3 separate regions of the Mus musculus genome follow, and regions 2 and 3 are each linked to region 1. A link is a contact called in public ChIA-PET data. All regions are on one chromosome and are shown on one strand. Each heading gives the region's core, a stretch centred on a gene start, on an enhancer-like site or on the middle of the called end of the contact. The rest is flanking DNA. Distances are from core to core; before and after follow the strand shown.

Region 1 (4,285 bases), core at 631-3,130:
ATCCCTTGTGTTCACCCATAGCACTGTATTCAGGCAGTTCTGCAAACACAGCCCCTCCTCGCCCCAGCAGTTATATAGAGAAATTCAATTTCCCAGGCTTCTCTTTAAGATTACCAGTTCTGTGAATTCATTTCCAGCAAGATTATCAACAGAGCCTGAGAGACTCAGCCAAGCTGCAAACTGCGAGGACATTCCCTGGATCTCCAAGCCACCAACCAAAGCCGCACTTCCCAAGAGCCCCAGCAGATGGCTCTGTACCAGTACAAAGAAAGCAGCATGGCTGTGGAGCCTATCAGAAAAGCTGTGCAAATTTCACCCGATTTTCATTGACAGTGTGAACCTGGTGGTTCCTCGGCTGAAAGCTAAATAAACTGCATTTCACAGGCGCCAAATTACGGGCCTCCTTGTTCTCCCCCACGCCACCACTTGAGACAGTTCTCTACATTATCCTGGCTGTTCTGGAGCTCACTATGTAGACCAGGCTGGCCTCTACTCACAGAGATCCTCCTGCCTCACCCTCCAGCTGCTGGGATTAAAAGGTATATGCCAGCACAGCTGGCTCCCTCCTTATTCTTTAAAAGACCTGACTAGGCTAGACCAGAAAGCCAGGAATCAAATAGCAGACAAGCTCTGGACTGGATTCACAAGCAAGTTTGTGCATAAGTTCACTGAAGTCCATCCCTGAGATGACTGTCAAGAAGCCTAAGAGGGAAGATGGGGGAAGAGCTCTGATTCGGAAGCCAAATGCGGAGGCTTCAACCTTCAGCCCAGCACAGGGGAGGTGGGAGCAGGAGGAATCTAGGTGCTCAACTCAGCAGCCAACCATTGCGGGGTTTCAGCAACAAAATCCTGACAGAGACTTAGTCATTCCTAAACGCACTGTACACAGCTCTGCACTGGTCTCTAGGAGTTTGCGAAAAGCATGGCAAATGTCAAAGACACGAGTCAACCGAAAGGAACTTAAAAAACATGCCCATTTTTGTTGGGGTTTTGTTTCAAATTACAACAGTACTGTCCTCCACCCCAGCCCCCAGGAGTGGCTGTTTCTTTACATTGTGCCAGGAAGGTATACGGACGTACTTTGTGTTACACTTTGGTAACTCAGAAGACTAGCTTTCAAATTACTGCTTCAATTAGGAGGCTGGCATCGACCAGAAGGAATGGTACATATACTGCCTGCCTCCAAGATGTCCAACGCACATCAAATAACCACGCGGATGAGTAAGTAGGTAAGCAGAACCAGGAAGCAGTGGGCTCTGCTATCCCAAACATTCAACGCAATGGGGAGTGCTTAGGAATGACAGGGCTAAGTCAGGAGGCCCCTTAGTATTTGCTCCGATTTATTTTTTCCTCTTGCTGCGCTGTTCAGGCAGGCCCTGAACTCAGTGTGTAGCCCAGGCTGGCCTTTAACATGCAGTCTTCCTGCTTCACCTATGTAGCCCAGGCTGGCTACATAGGCTTGCAGTTCTCCTGGCTCTACCTCTGGATGCTGAGATACGATACAAGTGTATAGTGTATGTACCACAACATCTGACCCCTAGCCTTGCTTTCTAATGCGGAGAGCATCTCTTGGCCTACATCAGTCATGTTGGAGGAACTCACAGGAACACTGGCTTGCTTCACACAGCACATTCCCAGGTCAGCTGGCCTTCTGTCACCATCCTTCAGAGAAGCCCAGACTCCTGTCACATCCTTCTTCGTAGCACAGGGCAGTGGCCAGGACAGCAATCCAGACCTAGCACTTCACACCATTAAGTTCACACTGGCTCAGCCCAGCCTAACATCCTCCAGCCTCTAACAATGCCTCGAGCATAGCACACTTCCGTAGCCAGCCTTGTCATCACACAGGCACCAGACGGAAACAGCGGCTACTTCCTCTGACTTAAAGCAGACCACAGAGCTCAGGAATGAAGAGCTTGAGGCCTAGGAAGCCGCATCTATCTATGAGTTTCTAACACATGAGCACCAACATCAAAGAGCTTGGGGGGTGGTGCGGGAAGGGAGTCGCCTACTCTGTGAACAAGGGGGAGGGGCCAAGAACAATCAAGGGGGTGGGAGTTGAGAGTAACACCATGAACTCATTTTCATTCATAACTATGAGGCTAACATGCACAGAAAAAGTGCCTGTCTTAACTTATGAGGCACGTCTATTTGAAGTTTTAAAAGCAGTGCTGATGAAGCCTGTGAAAACATTACTCAGACAGCACAAAGCAGAGGGCAGCCTCCAGGGAGAAGATGCACACAGAGACCGCCGCGCTCAGCACCGCTGAGAAACCGCTGAGACACCGCTGAGACAGCTCACAAACGGGGCTTGGCAGGCACCCCTGTCCCAGTCTGCCGAACTCGGGACCAGCTGGATTACAAATGGCAAGTTCCAGCCCTAACAGCAAGCCTCTGCCTTCCACACAGCGCCACTGCCTAAAGCCACTGCATCTTTAAACTGGCACGGCCTCTTCCAGCTTTCCTCACACTTTGCACAGTTACTTTACAATCCTAGTTTTATACATGACATATTTATATTATTTACTCATAAGCGATCATAGGCCCTTTAAACATCTACAATTCTTGCTGATTACACTCGTGAGTCCTGGCAGCTTTCATTCTTCCTGTGAAGCTCATTCCTGAATGGTAAAGAAGGGAAACGGGCAAGCCACCCAGACACACTCTGGAGAAGCGGTGAAAGTTGTCCCCACTGACTCGCCACCGTCGGGTTTACATGTAATATTTTAAAGAATAGAGTGCAAAGAGGTTGAGAAAATACACATATTGCATCTCTGAGGGGTGAGCTTTTGCAATGCCCTCTTGGCTTCCAGGATGTGCCATGGAGAAAGCCAGGGAGTGACAAGGGAAGAAGGACCCAGAGGCAGTTCCTGCCCATCTCTCTCTTCTCTGTACTAAGAGGCCATGTAGGAAACAAAGTTAAAGGCAGGCTGTTGGCAAGGCACACTATTCCCCAAACAGAAGTCTCCATGTTCAATTCCAGCACCAGTCAGGACAGCAGAGGACACTGGAAGCCAGCCTGGAATCACTAATGTTTTCTTGGACTTGCCAAGAAACAGAAGTGTCCCTTCCACTGCAGCTCAAGCCTTGAAACACCACAGGACATGCCGAGAGACTGGTGAGTGTTCTTAAAAGGCCATTCTACGATTTTCTACAGTCTAAAATAAAGTTGACTAAATTTTTGGTGTGTCAAAAAGGAAAATTATCTAGAGCAGTGATTCTCAGCCTTCCTAATGCTGTGACCCTTTAATACAATTTCGATGCTGCGGTGCCCACCCCCCACCATAAAATTACTTTCATTGCTACTTCATAACTGTAATTTTGCTACTGTTAGAAAAAAATCATAATGTAGGTATTTTTAGAGACAGAAGCTTGCCAAAGGGGCCAGAACCCATAGGCTGAGAACCACTGATCTAGAGGGCTCTGCTTCTGGGAGGGCTGCTGTCAAAATCAATCCCTACAGATGACAACTATAAAATCTAGACAAACTTTAAAGACTCCTCAAAGAGATGCTGAAGAGATAGCTCAGTGGCTAAGAGCACTGGCTATTCTCCCAAAGTAACCAGGTTCAATTCTCACCACCCACATGGCAGCTCATAACCATCTGCAATTCTAGTTCCAAAGGATGGATGGATGGATGGATCTCTCCCTCTCCCTCTCTCTCTCTCTCCCCCCTCCCCCCTTCCCTCCCTCCCACGCACACACACATGCATGCAGGCAGACCACCAATGTACATAAAATACAAATAAATTACTTTAAAAACAAAACCTCTTCAAAAGAAAATGAATGACAGATGCAAGGGACTAAGACTCAGGCAGGGTCGAGGCTGAGAATGCTTTGCCCTGAGGTGAGGCCAGACCTGGCTCTAAAGGGCAGCTGGAGCACTGGGGGGAAACTTTCTGCCTTGAGTACCAGGAGATTTTGTGGGTCCCTGAAAGGAAAAGATTAAGAAATACAGACAGGGAAGGGAGCTCAGTGTGTCGAGTATAAACTACCCGACTCCAGCCCATTCCTACTCCAGGCTGCTCTGACCCCTGCTCTCACAGAACAGGCAAACATAAACTCAACAAATACTGGGGCAACCATCAACAGCCAAAAACCCTTTGTGTCCCAGCCAATAAGCCCCCCCCCACCCGCCCCCCGACACACACAAAAATACCTGTACTTTCAAAAACAAATAAAAATTCCAGAACTAAGCCATGGCCTCAGATAAACTACAGACACCCAAACATGCCGGGAAGGCTCGGAAGCAGCTGGAGGAAACCATAACTTACACATGGGGCAA
Region 2 (4,522 bases), core at 1,239-3,738, 300 kb after region 1:
CTGTCCTTATCAATGGTAAATTCTGTTTTCTTCTTTTAAATGTTAGTGATTATTTATTGTGTGTGTAGGGGATTTGGGGGGGGGGGACATGTGTGCCACGTTGCATTAAGTAGAGGTCAGTGGACGGCTTATAGGAGTTAATTCTCTCACTGTGTGAGTCCTTAGGCATCAAACTCACTTTGTCTGGCAAGTGCCTGCTGAGCCTCCTCACCAGCCAGTATTATAATTTAGTGTTTTCCCTACTAGAGTGCCACCCTATAGTCTGCCTATAAATTTGACTCTCACCACCACCTATAGTTTAATTATTATTTGGTCCCTGTACTTAGAATTGAGTTTAGGGCTTTGTGTATGCTAGCCAAGTACTGTATCACAAACCGGATACAGCCTTACTCAGCCACATCTCTTTTGTTAGAAGTCTCTTTTGGGGAGATGTTACAAGCATGAAGACCTGAGTTTGAATCTCCAGAACCCACATATATCAGGAACACACTTCAGTACAGTACAGTATAGATAGGACAGTAGGTATGGTGCACGCTTTGGTCATACCAGTGCTTCTCTGGTGAACTGGCAGGGGTACCAGGAAACTCCCTCAAGCTTGTGGGCCAGCTACCCTGGTGTTTGTAGGGCACCAGCAAACAACACAGTGGAAGGCGAAGAGTAACACCCACACTGTCCTCCAACCTTCACATGTGCCCTGTACCTACTCTGCACAGGCGACAACATGCACGCGCACGCGCGCACACACACACACACACACACACACACACACCCTGCCTCTTTATTTTATTCTTGTACTACCCAACTCATTGCTCCATATGATATATTAAACAATTTTTTTCTTTCTGATTTAAAGATCCCTGTTTTCTTTATTTTTAATTGACCAGCAAATTTATACCTATTTATAGGTGTTGGCTGTGTGTGTGTGTGTATTTTTAATTGACCAGCAAATTTATACCTATTTATAGGTGTTGGCTGTGTGTGTGTGTGTGTGTGTGAGAGAGAGAGAGAGAGAGAGAGAGAGAAAGAGAGAGAGAGAGAGAGACATTCATTGCATAGCTGAGCTCTGTACTTGACACGCATTTCCTCATTATCTTCTCTCTCAGGCCTGGGGAATCAGATTGTTTAGGAAGAAGAGTTTTGAGACTGCAAAAATCAAGGCACCCCCTCCGTGTGTGTGTGTGTGTGTGTGTGTGTGTGTGTGTGTGTGTGTGTGCTTGTGTCTGTCTTTGTGGAGACCAAGGTTGGGAGCCTTGATTGCTCTCAATTGTATTCCTCTTGTCAATCTCACAACTGAACCTAGAGCGATCTGGCTGATAATCCAGCTAGCCAGCTTACTCTGTGGGACCCTCTAGCTCTGCTTCTAATTGCTGGATTTAGAAGTGGGCTGCCATGTCTGGCTAGTGTTTACATGGGTTCTAGGAATCCAGATTTTGATCCCTACAGCTCTTTATTCATTGAACTATTTCCCCAGCCGGGAAGTGGTGGCACACACCTTTAGTCCCAGCACTCAGGATGCAGGAGCAGGAGGCTTTCCGAGTTTGAGTCTAGCTGGCCTACAGAGTGAGTGCCAGGACAGCCAGGGCTATGTAGAGAAACCTTGTCTTGAAAAACTGTGTGTGAGTGTGTGCGCGTGCGTGTTTTACCATGTCACAGGTGTAGTAACCAAGGCATAACAAAGCAGCCTTATTTTTTTTCCTGAAGGTCACAAAGTCGAGCAGTGAGCTCATTTGCTGCCGGGGCTGATATGTGCCTTCTCCTCTGGTGGCCCTGCTGTTGGGGGAAGCCCCATCCTGGATCACTGCCCCAGGGCCCCTTTCCCCTTTCCTGCCACAACCACCCATGCCACTTTGACCTCGCTGTGAGTTAAGATCTTTAACAAGAAACCTCAGGAGTCATCCCGCCTAGGCAGCCTGGCCTCTGCTCATTTGTGAGTGACCATCTTGGCTGTCCTGAGAGTTCAGGCCTCTTGGAATCAGATCATCTGAACTCCCAGCTGAGAGCTGTCATTTCTGTGTCTGTGGTTCTGGAAAATTGCTCAAACTCACTGGGGCTCAGTTTGCTTATCTGGGAAATGGGGATGGCCAGGGCACATATCTTGTGAATTATCTAGGAGGATTAAATGAAGTACAAATTTCGAACTGCACATCGAGTTACTGGAGCTTGGGTAGCTGAATCAGCAAAGCTATTGGACTGGTCCTGAACATAGCCTCTGAAAGACTGTGGTTTGTGTGTCAAGTTTCCTATTCCGTGCTTGTCTGTTGATGTTGTAACCAACCGTTCTAATGAAGTAGCCATGAGCACCTGTGCTCTTAGGTCATAGGTGTGTGTGTGTGCGCGCGCCTGTGCCTCTACTCTGGGCAGGGTTGGAACCATCCTTGTCTTCTTCCTCCACTTAGCATTGTCTTCAGGACCTAGGCCCTGACACAGCCGTGTCAGCAGATGGCTAGGGTCTGGGGCTTTGCTCAGTGGTACTGCTGGCCCCAGGTTTCTGGTGAGTCAGTGCTCAAGTGCGTCCTAGCGCCAGTGTGGGCCGGATCTGCTCCACGAGGCTGGCCAGGCCACACCCCGGGGAAGTTTGGCAGTCAGCCTTGAACACCCTGGGCAGGGCCCCAAGACAGATGTAGGCACAGGGGAGTGAGCAGGGGAGCAGACCGTGGCTGAAGAGAGGTGACAGGCGCCTGGTCATGTGGGAGACAGACATTCCCTCTCTCTGGACTCCCTAAATGTCTAGGCTTGCATTGAGTATGCACTGAGGACTGACCCCAGGGGGTTTGCTGGCCAGGAGGCCTCTAAGAGCAAGAGGTTGGATTTCTTTTCCCCTAGCTTGCTGAAGTCAGCTTGGTTGGGATTCCAGTTAATTAGTGGCTCACCCATGGTAGGCTTCTGGATTCCCTTGAGAGTAAGTAGTTGTATTTCAGGTTCTGGTCGGGTACCCCGGTGCAATGCCAGTTCCTAGATGGCTGTTGGTGGACAGTGGCTGTGCAGAGCTCAGAGTCACTTGCTATGTTATTTAGCACGGGCCTCACGGCCATGAGAGGAACATGGTCCTTCTGGATTTGGCGCAGTGTGCAGGCATTGGCTCAGTGAGGCAGATGCAGTCTCACCCTCACAGGTGAGGTGCGGAGCTTCGGACTTGAAGGTGGTGGTTGCTGGTGGCTTCTGGAGTGGACACTGATTCCTGAGGGGTACTTAGTTAGTGCCTTGATCTCCACCCTCCCTGTTGAGTGTCTGTGCAGGCACAGTATTCCTTGCATGTGCGCACACTGTTTGTCATTGTTAGTTGTAAGTCTCACACTCCAGCCTGGTGCCTGAATCGCCGGCACATTTGCTGGCACCCGGAGCCTGGTTCTCCGCCACAGGGAAGGTGCAGGGCTGCCGGGTGACCTATTGATTTCAGCCAGGAGCGTCGCCAGGTACTTTGCCTCTTCCGCCAAGCCCTCTGCTTGTTTATTTGGCCTTGTCAGGGAATGTGGTAATGTCAGGGAGTGACGTCTGAACCCTGCAGCCTCCTCTTCCAAGTGGGCTCACCGTCAGCAGCCATTCTGTTCATTTGGCATCACCAGGGTCTGAGGTTAATCCGTTCAAATGGTGACCACGTTCTAAAGGGCACTTGCTCTAAGCACTTCTTTGGAAAAAGAAGAAAGAAAAAAGAATTATATCCTATGCTCTGCTTCTCTTCAAGGAGGAAAATGTCACCTGCTCTCCTTTCGCCAGAGGCCCCTTCTTTCCTGGGTCACCCTTCCTACCCCTCAATTCCTGGAGAAGGGAGAACCAAACCCAGGAGGAGCCACCAAGACTGTAAATGTTCCCCCACCGGGTTCCTAAGGTGATCTTGGGCAAATGAGTGGCTTTCTTAAGGGACCCTGCTTTCTCCACGGCAAAAAGGGGTACAACTGTCCCTCCAAATTAAAAATGATCTTTCATTCACTTACTGTGTGCCTGTGCCTGTACCTCGCATGTGCGTGTGGAGTTCGGCCAGAACACAGCCTAGTCTGCAGGAGGTGGTTCTAGTCTTCTACCATGTGAGACCCAGGGATGTGGTTCAGGTCCCTGGGCTTGGTGACAGGCACCTTTTCCCCTGAGCCATCCTCCATGTTTTATTGGGTTACTGGGGTAGGAAAGAACAGCAGCCCCCAAATTGTCTGTTAAATTGAGAGTAGACAGGGAACCACCTGAGTGTTTGCCCTTTGAGCTCCAGCACCAGGCTCCGAAGCTTGCCGGGAAAAGCCACAGAGCTGCCAGCTGTCTGGGGCCTGTCTCCCCGGGGAGACTCTGCTCCTAGTCCCCTCCCCTGAGACCTGCCTGGCTCTGGGGAGAGTGCCAAGTCAGCACTCCTTTATCTCCCTGTCTCCTCCGGGGAGGAGTTTGAGCCCAGTTTCAGTCAGGTTTAACCATAACATTCCCTCTCTGTTATGTATGTATTTACTTTCTGCTGGTTGAAACAGGATCTTCTTACTGTGTTGTCTAGGCTGTTCTCCCCTGCTTCAGCCTCCTCAGGACTATAGGGATTGCACCTATACAT
Region 3 (4,439 bases), core at 1,029-3,528, 340 kb before region 1:
CTGACAATGTGAAATTAGTGTCTAGGAGTGAAAAGAGAATCAAGAAGTCCTGGCTGTACTTCTCGAAGTCCAGATTGGTTACATTTCTTGCCTTTCTATACTTAAGAGCATATTTTCTTCAATATAATTATCTCTCTCTTTTTTTTTTTGAAAAACAAAATTTTTAGTAATGGAAGAGTAAGCATACATATATATTGTTTTTGATCATATTGAGATATTGATACCTTGTGAATTATTTTGTTTCTAATGTCGGGACAGAATAATTTGAAGTGGTGTCAGGTGATCTGACTCAGCCTTTAGGCCTGAAGTTGTGGTTGCCTGGTGTGCTTGTTGTGGGTGTCTGTGTGGGAAGGGAGGGGGGTTTGAAGTCAAGGTGGAAAATCCTGGGGTGGAGTAGTACCCAGTTTGCTAGGTCTAGATTCTTAGGCATGTTGTTGATGGGTTTGTTTGCTTGTTTTTGTGTTTTGTTTTTTAGAACAACCCTGCTTTCCTCTCTAATAGAGTGGGGCTTCTAATAGTTGAATTCACAAAAGGCAGAGAAATGTATAAAACTACAAAATTCTCTAAAAAATTTATATGTGTTAAAATTGGAAAAACTATATTTTTAAAATTAAGAGTTTTCTAAAGGTGAACATTGGCCAAATCTAAGTCAGCTTTCTTGTTATGTAGTGAATATCTCTAAATTTTAAGACTTTGTTGTTCATTGTGGTCGCATTTCTGAAAGGGGATATTGAATCTTTACGTGTTCATGTATGTGGGTCTATGTACATGAGTGTGTGCATATGGAATCCAGAGGACAACCTTAGGTTTTGTTCCTCAGGCTCTGTACACCTTTAAAAACATAATTTTAGAAGTTTTATTTGTATGTATATAATGTTGGCCTGTGTGAGTGTAAATGCACCATGAGCATGTAGGAGCCGGCAAAGGGCATCAGAATCCCCGACACTGGTGTTGTAAAGCACCTTTTGGGTACTGAGGACTGAACTCAGGTCCTCTGTGAGAGCCGTAAGTACTCTGAACTGCTGAGCAACCTCTGTAGGCCCTTCACTGTTTTTGAGACAGTCTCTCACATGGAGCTCATCTAGTAGGTCAGGCTTGCCCGCAAGTTCTGGGGATCTACCTTTCTCCATGGGATTGTAGGTACTACTATCAAGTTTAGCTTTTTACATGTATTTGAAGCACTGAATTCAAGTTCCTGCATTTGTAAAGCAAGCACTTTTGTGATTAAGCATTCTCTCAGCTCTGAATATTTTTTATGCATGTGTATGTAGTGTGTGTGTACATGTGTGTAATTGGAAACATGTGTATATGGGTGTGTATGCACTTTAGTTGGTGTTGGATTTTTTTCCTGTATTGCTCTCCACTTTATACACTGGGACAGGCTCTCTCACCTGAACCCAGAACTTACTGATTTAGCGTGTCTAGCTGTCTTTCTTCAGGGAGCCCTGCCTTTGTGTCCCATGCGCTGGGATTATAGGTAGGCTGCTGTCCACTTGGCTTTTACACGAGTGCTGGAAGTCTGCTCTGATCCTAATGCTTATATGGCATGTGCTTTCCCCACTGAGCCATCACCCCAGGCCTGACTCTTTTATATAGCTTAGTTTTTTTTTATAATGCTCCCAAGTGTTGCATGGTATGGAACTACTGACCTGTAACATCTTACTCCACAAGCAGTTTTAAGTGCTTGGAGCCAGGGCCCTATGAGCTGTAGTTTACGTATAAGCCAAGGCTGTAATCATCTAGAGGCCTGAATCAGGTGGGAGAGTGTTGTCACTTCCATGATGATAGGCAGACTTCAAGGACCTGCTTCCATTTTCACTCCTATGGGTCTCTTCGTAGGGCCACCTTGCTCCTCCTGAGAGCAAGAAGGAGTGCTAAACAGAGAGCATCATTTGCTTTTAATTCGATATCAGAAATGACATGCCATCATCTCTGTCACCTTTGCTGTTTTGCCAGTTAGAGGCCAGTCTATAAATGCTGACCATCCAAGGGAAGAGCCAGCACTAGTTAGGACTCAGCAGGCTGTGATGCCTAAGAGTCTCTGCTGAAATGGGGTGACCTTTAACATCTTTTGCATGGTCAGTGGAGTGGGAGTTGATTTAGTAATTTTAAATTTTTTGAGGGTGGCTAAGGACCAGTCTCAGCTTGGAGAGGGGTTCTGAGAGAGGGGTGTTTGGGAGAGGTGAAAACAAACCGCTGCAAGTCAAATCATGGGTCGAAGCTGGCGGCCTGTGCTCTGTGGCTTCTCAGCCTGCTTGCTTCTTCCTGTTCTGCTTTCTTCCCCTCTGATCTGCTTTCTCTCTCTCTGTCTGATCTGCTTGCTCTGGAGATCTCCAGACAGCTCTCTCTTTCTCTTTTGCTCTTGCTCTTGCTCTTGCTCTCGCTCTTGCTGTTCTGCTGGAGACATTTCTCCAAACACTTCTCTCTTGCTATTCTAAAAAATTTCTGTTAGCTTGTCTCCTGTAGATCATAAGCCCAGTCTTTTATTTTACATATTAACCCAGTCATTTACTCCAGGTTTCCTTTTAATTATCCTATGAATCACCATCCTGTGACCCCAGCCCCTTAATTCTTAGGAGACAGTAAGCTTTAAGTCTTAAGCCTACAGCAGCCATTGACACTCCTGGAGGCCCACATCTGCTGGTCCTGTCAAAGGGGTACAAATTATGTCATTTTGTCCCCACCAAGGCCATGCTGGACCAACAGAGAATTTCTCTTTTTCTTTTCAGGCCTGAGATAGATGTATGTAACCTAGAGCCCTGTAAGCGCTCTGCAGAGTCACATAGCTCATTATTTTTAATGTCCTGACTAACATTCGCTTTCCTGACTGTTGGAAACAGTTACTGGGCCTGCAGATGAAGAGCTTCTTTAGTACTTTGAATGAGCTTTGGGAGCCATTGTGTAGAGCATGTGTTAGTTTCTAGAATGCTAGCAGAGGGAAGAAAACGGAGCTTCTGGAACTCAGCTTCTGGTGGGATTAGATTAGATTAGAGGGCTCTAATCCTCCCTTAGGTTTCAGAGCCAGACAAGGTTCCCAAGAACTTGTTTGTACCATGAGGACAGGCAGCACTGTGGAGGAGAGTGTAGGTAAGCCTCCTTGGGGCTGGGAGTGTGGCTCAGTGGCACAGTACTTGCTGAGTGCAGAAGCCCTGGGTCCCATCACTAGCACTACCAAATTCCCCAAAGGAACTGACACTGTGCATGTCCAGTACCTCTGAGGTTGGTTAGCCATTGGAGTCTTTTCATTGTGAGCAAAACTGCTCAGAATGGTATCACATTGCTTATTAAATGGGATATACTATCTCTGGATTAATTTTTACTTAAAAAATAGACTTTAATTTGTTGGGTTTTGTTATTCTTTCTTGAAAAAAAAAAGAAAGGATTTGTGGTTGTTTGTGGTTCCTTTTGTTTGTTAAGAAAAGTAGGTAGAGCTGAGCATAGAGGTGCTGTTAGTTCCAGTGCCCTGGAAGCAGAGGCTGGCAGATCTTTGAGATTGAGGCCAACATGATCTATAGAGAGAGTTCCTGGACAGCCAGGACTACATAGAGAAACCCTGTCTCTAACCCTGCCACTGCTACCACCCCCAATCCCCTTCAAAAAAAAAAGTAATTGGCAGAGAAGAGACAGTTCAGGGTTGAGGCTCATGGGGGTCTGCATGTGAACCCCTATTTTGTCTTAAATGTGTTTGGTCTTGGACTGTTTCACTCTTTCAGATTTTAGCTTTCTTATGTGATGTCTTCTTCCAATTTAAAAGACTCCTCACTGTTTTCTTCCTGGTAGGACAGTCTGGGAGGTAATAGCAAGACTGCCATGGTGGCCACTGTGAGCCCCGCTGCAGATAACTATGACGAAACCCTCTCAACCCTGAGGTACGCAGATCGAGCAAAGCACATCGTCAACCATGCTGTGGTGAATGAGGATCCGAATGCTCGGATTATCCGAGATCTGCGGGAGGAGGTGGAGAAGCTCCGGGAGCAGCTGACCAAGGCAGAGGTAGGAGGAGTACTCGCTAGGAGCTCTTTTTTCTTTTTGGCTGTTGAAAGGATTGTATAGGAGAGAATAAAGGGAGTAGGAAAAGTTTGTCTTTCCATTTTTGTCGAGACCGCTGACAGACTAGAATGTGAAGGGAGAAAGAGAAACAGTAGGGAAATGTGATTTAATTTGTGCAGAAACCGACTGCGCTTACAGTCATGGGGAGGGAATTGGATTCCTCCCCTGGTTCGTTAGCCTGCGGTCAGAACAGAAGACATCCTCTCCTTTACAGCTCACCCCTTCCTGATTTGAGTGTGTTACGTTTGTAGAGCAGCAGTGTAACTCTCAGGACAGAAGTAGAGAAGTCGCCAGCGTGGCGCAGTGTCCTTCTGTGGCAGGAAGGAGATGCTTAGGTTCTGGAGCGAGGTTTGAAGATCACAGTGTAGGCATGAAGTGCCACACTCAGG

What was found. ChIA-PET counts read pairs in DNA pulled down with a chosen protein or histone mark.
Region 2: an RNA polymerase II ChIA-PET map of memory CD8 T cells shows a contact between it and region 1, with 9 read pairs. The contact joins two enhancer-like sites. A contact is called at or near these places in 12 of 484 Hi-C or Micro-C datasets (the G1E-ER4 cell line, Sertoli cells, adipose-derived mesenchymal stem cells and 8 more) and 1 of 115 datasets of contacts at active chromatin or transcription factors (memory CD8 T cells).
Region 3: a contact with region 1 is called in an RNA polymerase II ChIA-PET map of memory CD8 T cells, with 62 read pairs. The contact joins two enhancer-like sites. A contact is called at or near these places in 1 of 115 datasets of contacts at active chromatin or transcription factors (memory CD8 T cells) and 1 of 9 other capture datasets (embryonic stem cells).

Annotation. Positions count from the first base shown.
Region 1 is chr14:65,069,216-65,073,500 of GRCm38.p6, forward strand. The region is part of intron 3 of Extl3 (exostosin-like glycosyltransferase 3); the gene reads right to left. Among named protein-coding and RNA genes, the nearest start is that of Gm52118, 25 kb to the left of the region's middle. Within about 2 kb of position 1,881, at least 134 of the 459 cell types and tissues checked have an H3K27ac peak or open chromatin away from gene starts, as enhancers often do. A contact at or near this core is called in embryonic fibroblasts and memory CD8 T cells, where this site is marked.
Region 2 is chr14:65,372,438-65,376,959 of GRCm38.p6, forward strand. The region is part of intron 1 of Zfp395 (zinc finger protein 395); the gene reads left to right. Among named protein-coding and RNA genes, the nearest start is that of Zfp395, 16 kb to the left of the region's middle. Within about 2 kb of position 2,489, at least 283 of the 459 cell types and tissues checked have an H3K27ac peak or open chromatin away from gene starts, as enhancers often do. A contact at or near this core is called in embryonic fibroblasts and memory CD8 T cells, where this site is marked.
Region 3 is chr14:64,732,368-64,736,806 of GRCm38.p6, forward strand. It overlaps Kif13b (kinesin family member 13B), which reads left to right. Exons shown (of 40, transcript NM_001081177.2): 11 at 3,781-3,993. Among named protein-coding and RNA genes, the nearest start is that of Gm26225, 19 kb to the right of the region's middle. Within about 2 kb of position 2,279, at least 29 of the 459 cell types and tissues checked have an H3K27ac peak or open chromatin away from gene starts, as enhancers often do. A contact at or near this core is called in memory CD8 T cells, where this site is marked.